Linked DNA regions of Mus musculus: region 2 is linked to region 1. Evidence: chromatin contacts called from public promoter capture Hi-C data. All regions are on one chromosome and are shown on one strand. Each heading gives the region's core, a stretch centred on a gene start, on an enhancer-like site or on the middle of the called end of the contact. The rest is flanking DNA. Distances are from core to core; before and after follow the strand shown.

The links. Capture Hi-C pulls out chosen DNA fragments and counts their contacts.
Region 2: a promoter capture Hi-C map of adipose tissue shows a contact between it and region 1. The contact joins the promoter of 2610528A11Rik here to the promoter of Ccser2 in region 1. A contact is called at or near these places in 8 of 39 promoter capture datasets (the 3T3-L1 cell line, 3T3-L1-derived adipocytes, the C10 cell line and 4 more), 14 of 484 Hi-C or Micro-C datasets (B cells, CD8 T cells, the G1E-ER4 cell line and 10 more), 3 of 115 datasets of contacts at active chromatin or transcription factors (CD4 single positive thymocytes, bone marrow-derived macrophages and microglia) and 2 of 9 other capture datasets (adipose tissue and liver).

The regions. Positions count from the first base shown.
Region 1 is chr14:36,967,359-36,970,860 of GRCm38.p6, forward strand. It overlaps Ccser2 (coiled-coil serine rich 2), which reads right to left and starts at 1,406. Exons shown (of 11, transcript NM_027045.1): 1 at 1,184-1,406.
Region 2 is chr14:37,108,584-37,112,376 of GRCm38.p6, forward strand. 2610528A11Rik (RIKEN cDNA 2610528A11 gene) reads right to left here and starts at 1,518. Exons shown (of 3, transcript NM_001206684.1): 1 at 1,396-1,518. The coding sequence starts at 1,465.

The DNA.
Region 1 (3,502 bases), core at 156-2,655:
AATTAAGAGAGACAAACATTAATAAAGTCTGGAAAGAAGACTGACTTCATCCAATGCAAACCCTTCATCAACGTTTACATCCCTTACCAATTATACACTATACATTTTAACGCATACTTTATAGTTATCCTTTGCATTAAATTTGATTCCAGTTTTTTAATCTAAATGATGATACTTTAATCAACTGTCTAAATACATATGTCTCACTAATACTTAATGTTCTTGACCCCCCCAAAAAAAATGCTTTTTCAAACGGCTACTCTGAAAAAAAAAAAAAAAGGTAAATGCTTATTCTCATTCATAACCGTCCTCCCCCAGCTTGGGTTTTTTGAGACAAGGTCCAGGTAGTTTTTGCTATTCTGAAGCTTGCTATGTAGACTAGGTTAGCCTGGAACTCACAGAAATCCACCTGCCTCTGCGTCCTGAATGCCAGGATAAAGGCGTGAACCACCTGGTTTTTCTCTCTCCTTAAGTGAAACAGGGCATTCCAATCTTGAACGGCGAAGAGTCTGTGCACTAGTCATTTCCATGGCTAAGGCCTATTTTATGATCAGCAAACCTAATTGGCTAGGTAGCCAGCAAAGATGAATTTGCAATTATTGAAATTCAAAATCAGGCTTTACGAGCAACGACCACCTCAAATGGATTGCCCCCTCCCTTTACTTTGTCAAGAAAGTAGGTACATTTTTAAAAAAAATGTATAAAAATAGACGTCCAAAAGAGGGAGAGGAGGGGCGTAAAGCACCTGAACCTACAGACGCCCCGTAATCCACCAAAGTTCTCAAGACGTGTTTTAGGGCGTGTCTTTGTTTTGACTCAGTGATTTAAAAAAAAAAAAAAAAAAAAAATCCCACTCATTCCGGGCTCTCAGGTACTTTCCCTCACCAACGCGAGCATCCAGGCTTTGAAATCCCAGGGCATCTCTGCCTCGCCCTGATTTCCCGGTGCAGGAAGGCTGCAGCCCGGGCATCCCGCGGCCCCTTCCCGTCACAGCACCACCGAGCAGGGGCATCCGGCCTGCCCGCTGCACAGCAGGCGGCTCGGGAGAGGGGGCGGGGGCTCCGAGGGTCGTCCCAGAGCGCTGCTGGCCAAGGACACCCGGCCCTCCGTCCGCCCGCGCTGCGCCCCGGAGCCAGGCAGCCTCGGGCGCCCCGAGACCCCGGCCCTGACCCCCGACTCTCACCGTGCGGAGGTCGCGTTGCCTCCTCGGCCGCGGCCCGGCTGCCGGTCGCCCAGCGACCTGCCCGCCCGAGGATGGGAGAGAGGCGAGAGGCAGTTCCGTCACATCCCGGTCTGTCCAGCCGCCTGCCCCGCAGCAGCCAGCATCGCCTCCTCGGCCTGCGGGAGCGCCGGACTTCACCGACGCCGCGCCCCCTCCCTAGGCCGGCACCCTCCTGGACTCCGCCCTCCAGGGCCCTCGCACTACGCGTGCGCGGCCCCGCCTCCCGGTCTGTCCTTGCGCAGGCGCGAGTCTCACTGGACTAGACCCCGCCTCCGGGCCCGCCCCAACCTCGCGCCAGCCGTTCGCAGGCTCCGCCCTGATCCACTGACCTTGCCTTTTTACCCCCTGACTCAGGTCTTTTCCTGGCTTGAACCTTTCACTCCGGTCTCTTGGCTGGATTCAAATGTGCAGCTTGACCACAACCAAACCTGTCAGCTCCGGCTCCAGTCTGACAGGAGTGATCTGAACACTGGAGCAAGCATGACTTCCCCACTTTACGTCTTGTTTTGGCCTGACTGTGGCTGGCTATGCCTCAGCCGTGCATACTGAATCTGAGCGGAGATTGCGATAAAACACTGAGAGCTGAGAATTGGAGCTATTTTATGAGGCTGTGGATCCCAATCCCATTCCAAATGCCATCTCTCCCTCCTTCCTAGATGGTCAGACAAGTCGTTGAGAGTCACCATCATGAAAGCCTTCAGTATCTGGCTGTCTATTAAAAGCATTGACGGTGATATTTATCTGACCCTAGACTGCCTAGTCTCCTCACTAGCCCTAACAGCTCAACTGAAATTAATAATATTGAAAGAGAACTTGGAAAGTCTCCACCTGTCCTCCAGACCACTAACATAACCACTGTGGTAGGGGAGGAGACACTAGCGCCCCTCAGGCCATCAGACTGTTGAAACATTATACTCCAAATAATGTTTTAAATTTTAGGTATTTTCATCCTGGAGAAATGGAAACAACACTGAAGGCCTAGCGCTATCCAGAGAAGGAGCTTGCCTCCCAGGATTCGTAGCTCTGACAACTTCTCAGACCACTTTGCAAGATAGACCGGAGTGAGCCGAAACAGTGCTAGGTCAGTCCTATCACACCTTAACCAGGCAGGAGTGCTCAATTTACAACTATCTCTAGCTCTCTATATAGACTTAAACCTCTGGTCAGTACTCCTGACGGTGGACTTGGTGATAACTGTACCCTTTTGCTTCCTCCAATTCCCTATGTGGCCATAATGAGTAAATTTCCTTTTTACCTGTTTCATTATTACTTGTCTCTTTAATTGGTCAATAGAATAATGATAGGGAGACTTAATTTTGTGGATGATAATGTGTATCTTTAAAGTGCTGGAAAAGACTAGGGCTTCATGCAGTATGTTTCTTTTTAGATTAAGTAAATCATTAAGAGAGCAAACACCAGTTCCAGACCTCAGATTCAAACACAACACTCATGCGATGAGGTTGCTAAATATGCTTTGGACTTTACGCTACAATCTAAATTGAGAGATGGAAAAGAAGTGGCTCTCCACAGCTTGTCCTTGGGAGCTAGGCAAGATGCAACTGTTCCAATAGGCTCTATAAAGAATCTGGGAGGGGGCAGGGTGATCTTTCCATTCCCCAAACCAGGAAGAGCTTTGCTTCTCAGAACTGCTTGGCTGTTGTCTTGTGACTCCCTGAATATTTGAGGTAAGTATGTGTTTTCTTTGGCAGTTTGACGTGCTAGGTCACCACTTCCCTTTCTTCTGCAAAGGTAGAAGCCTTACAGAGTGCCTGATGCATATGAATTTTTCAGGCTTCATCAAATTTTCTGTGTTCCCATTTTGTCTTTGTCCCAATTTTCTCACTTCCTTGGTTGGCACCTTGCTTCTATTTCTATTAGGCAAATCTTCCAGTGTATGCCCACAGGATTTTAATTTCCCGGATGACTGTGACAACACCGCGAGATCAATGTACTGAAAGATTATTTTTATGGCTTACATTTCCTGAAAGATGGGGTGCCATGTCATGCAGGGGCATATGGAGAGGCATTGGGTTTGGCTGGGAGTGAAGGGAAAACCCAGACCAAAGCTATTATTGGAATGTATGTGGAAAAGGAAAGGGAGATGCAGGAATATATTGAGGATGTCTAGTGTAGATACTGTCAGCGGATTCTAAACCACAGATACTTGTCTAGTTGTTTGGTAACTGACCGTGGGTTATTTGGATCAGAGAGAATACTGGCTTGGTTTGTGGAAGTTAGACAAAGGGGCGGTTGTAGTTATAGACTTAAAATTGGCTGGAG
Region 2 (3,793 bases), core at 268-2,767, 140 kb after region 1:
AAGCAAATGCTTTCCGTAACCCAACTACTCAGGGAGGATCCTGTACAGGACTGAAGTCAACCATCACTATTGTGAGTGATTAAGTAATATTGTGAGGGGAGTTTTTTTTTATTTTAATCTTTTATGTTCACTAAGAGTTAAAATCATAAGTATCGATATGAAAAAAGGAAATAGAGGATTAAGTAGGAAAAATACTCCAATACGCAGCTTTTAGAATGAACAAAGGCAGTAGGGGCATGGGGAGGTGACTCAGGCTTGAAGAGCGATTGCTGTTCTTCCAGAGGACCCAAGTCTGGTTCCAAGAACTCAAGTCCAGTGGCTCATAACCACCTGTAACTCCACAGCAGGAAGTCTAGCACCCACTTCTGGCCTTTGAGGGCATCCGCTCACATGTGGCATATCCGCATACAGTCACATCAATAAAATAATGAATCTTAAAGGCAGCAGGTATAAATATTCTTCTCTACAGGGATGAAAAGACCATGTATGTTCCCACACATATATCCCCCTATTGTACATAACTTCATTCCTTCTGCATGTGGAGCATTCTGTGCAGGATTTGAAATCCTCAAGTTTAAATGGCCAATTGTTCATTTACACTGTTACAAATGCAACACTGTATGCAACTTTATATAGTTGTCAGGTCCAAGGGAAACTCCACTCTCCCAAAAGCTGGCACTTGTTTTCCTCAACCAAAGCAGCCATTTCCTTATTACTTTCAGAAGAGACAAATGGCTGTCTGTGGAGCCTGCTAGGACACCAAAGTGCATACAGGCTCCAGGACTTCTCAGGGTAACAACTTCTGGCTCGTCTCAATTCTTCTCATCCTGTCCCTCTAGTCTCAATTTCTCCAAACCACGGGATTCTCTTCCCCAACTTTTCATTCCCACGTAAGCATGACATTTCAGCCATGCGTGCTGTCTATTGTCTTCCTCTCTTGGCCCTCTCCTTCTTGGCTTCCTTAGCCTAAATTCTCTGTCTTCCTCCTCTCTTGCCCTTCCTCTTCCCTTTTTCTCTCACGATCAAGTTCTGTCTGCTGGCTATGTTTAGTGTACTACTTCCTCTCTCTGCTCCAGACTCTTCCAGATGCCTCTGGCTGTACTTACCTTGTATCTACCGTAAGCACCTTCCCTTTTACTGTACCTTGGAACTGCAACGTCTTCCGTTTACACATCTGGTGCCAAAATTCTGTTTACACAGTAGGCCTGTAGCATCTTTGGGAACGGGAGATGCACATAAAAGCTATAAAGTCTGAAGTTCCCAAGCTATTCGTTAGGCACTGTTGTGAACAAAATATCTGCACAATTCACAGGACTGTCTGCTGGAACCTATGCCCCACTAGTTTCTGTTCAAAACCTTCCCAGACCACGGAGTCAATGCCCAGGGGCAGGTTACCTTCTGAGGAGAAAATGCAGAAACAGAGGAGCAGCATGCAGAGCAGACCGGAAAGGGCTAGAAGTCTCATAGTGAAGGAGCCGGAGTCTCACGCCTAGGGAGGAAGCTGTGCCACGAAAGACCTCCCTTTGGCCTCTGAAGACATTTATAAGGTGGCAGAAAGAGGCGTTTCCCCATAGGCAAGGCATCCCAGCCCTAGAAGTCGCATAAGTGCAGAGGGCCCCTCCCAACAGGATAATAAACCAGCTCTTCAAGAAGTCAGGAGGATTAGGTGACTTGCTGCACGTAGTGCTGAATGTCTAGCCCTGGAAGCTGTTCTGTGTTGGCCTCGGTGGTTAGAAAAAGAAACTCTTGTGTAGCGAAAAGGGTTAAAGGTTAACTTTTAGAGTGAGCAATAACTCCACCGAATGCAGATCTTCCTGCCCTCTTGTAAATGTGGCTGGGGAAGGGGCCATAAAAGCAAAGGCAAAGGCTCAGGGGGAGCCAAATGGCCTGGGTTGGAATCCTTTCCCTGACATTTATCAGCAGTGTTATCTTGAACTTGTCATCATTAATTGTCTCTGAGTCTGCTGTCCATCTGTAAAGTGGACACAGAGCGGCCTGAGGACATGTTCCAAGAAGTCATCTGTGCCAAGCTGGGTACTTATGCCATTGTTAAAGTATGTGGGGACTGAAGCTAGTCCTTGGGGAACAACTGTCAAAGTGATTAAATAAAAAGGGTCCTACATGCCAGCCTGAGCCAGGCATGGCATCTGGGAGAATCCCACTGGAGGAGTAAGGGAGTGTTTCCCAGCCACAGGAAGCTAGATCGCTCATCCCTTAGACATGCTCTGGACTGAGATGTGATACTGTGACTGACCTCAGAGACTGCTGTGCAAAGAGAGATGACTGCTACATTACATAGAACCATGCCAAATACCCATAAAAGATAATGTACAGCCAATTGGAGAAGGAAGGAGAGAAGGCTACCCAGAGATGGAGTAGATAAGGTTCGGTAGGACAGTGGGCCAGTATGGTGAGTCAGGTTGTGGTGGACTTCCTGGACCACAGATGAAAAAGGTAGGCCTGGTGTCTTTTGGCCGTGTAGGTAGATGCTGGACACTTAGGGCTCTTTTTTCTCCTAGGAATGGTCTGTGGTCTCTAAGACCACATGGCCAAAGCATAGGGATTGAATGGAAGACAGCTCCCTGTGGGACAGGGCAAGCACAATACTGTCTTTGTTAGGGGTTAACTGCTGGGAATAGACACCATGACCTAAGGCAACCCTTATAAGGACAACATTTAATTGGGACTGGCTTACAGGTTCAGACATTCAGTCTATCATCAAGGCAGGAGCATGACAATGTCCAGGCAGGCATGGTGCAGGGGGAGCTGAGAATACTACATCTTCATCTGAAGACAACTAGGAGATTGACTTCCAGGCAGCTAGGATGAGGGTCTTCAAGCTCACACCCATAGTGGCACACTTACCCCAACAAGGGCACACCTATTCCAACAAAGCCACTCCTCTTAATAGTGGCATTCTCTCTGCCAAGCATATTCAAACCACCACAGTGCCTTAGCAAGTGCCAGCCTCTGGTCTTGAGGGTTAGATGAGTCAGGGAATCTCCAGCCTGTGTGGGATAGATAGTATGTGGGCAATTGCCACACACTCTACTGAGCCTTTGCTCAGCTCTGCTCAAACTCTCAGCTCCTGACATAGCTCTTGTTCTTCTTCCAGACCAAGTTCACAACTATTCCCTCCCAAGCTTTCTCAGCACCTGGTGTGGTTGATGGATAGCTCTCAGACTTCTCTTTCCTCCCAGCAGCAAAGGTCTGGGAGACAAATCCATGAACCCGGAAAGCAAGAGGAGGGTAAGGCAGACACTAGGCCTGTGGCATCATTACAGTTCCGCTGTGAGTGCCACAGAGCTCTGTAATGCCTAGGTTGTGCTAAGAGTCTAAGGCACCCGTCACCTGTGCCCAGGTCAGGCTGTCATTCTGGAGATGGTTGACAATAAGGTGCTAATTCTGAGAGTCGCTGGAGAAAAACCAATTCCATCATTTTGAGCCAAATTTAAAGCAAACTCTATTAAATATTAAGCACTGACCAAGAGATGGACTTTGGTTAGGACCATTCCCCGGGATTTCTCAGCTGAATGGCTCCCGAGACAATTGCAGGGGTTCATAAAGACTGACTTATAGGCCACTGTACTTTCCCATGAGGCTTTGTTATTTTCTAAAAACTACAACTTCCAGCATCCCAAGGAGTTAACTGGTCACTGAGCAGATGGGGCTTACAGCTTACTTTTTGAGTATTACAAAAGCTTGAGCAAGAGGAGGTGAATTAAGAGAGGAAGAACTGGGTACATTACATACACCCATATTGGAACCTAAGGAAGGAGAGATTGAGGAGCTT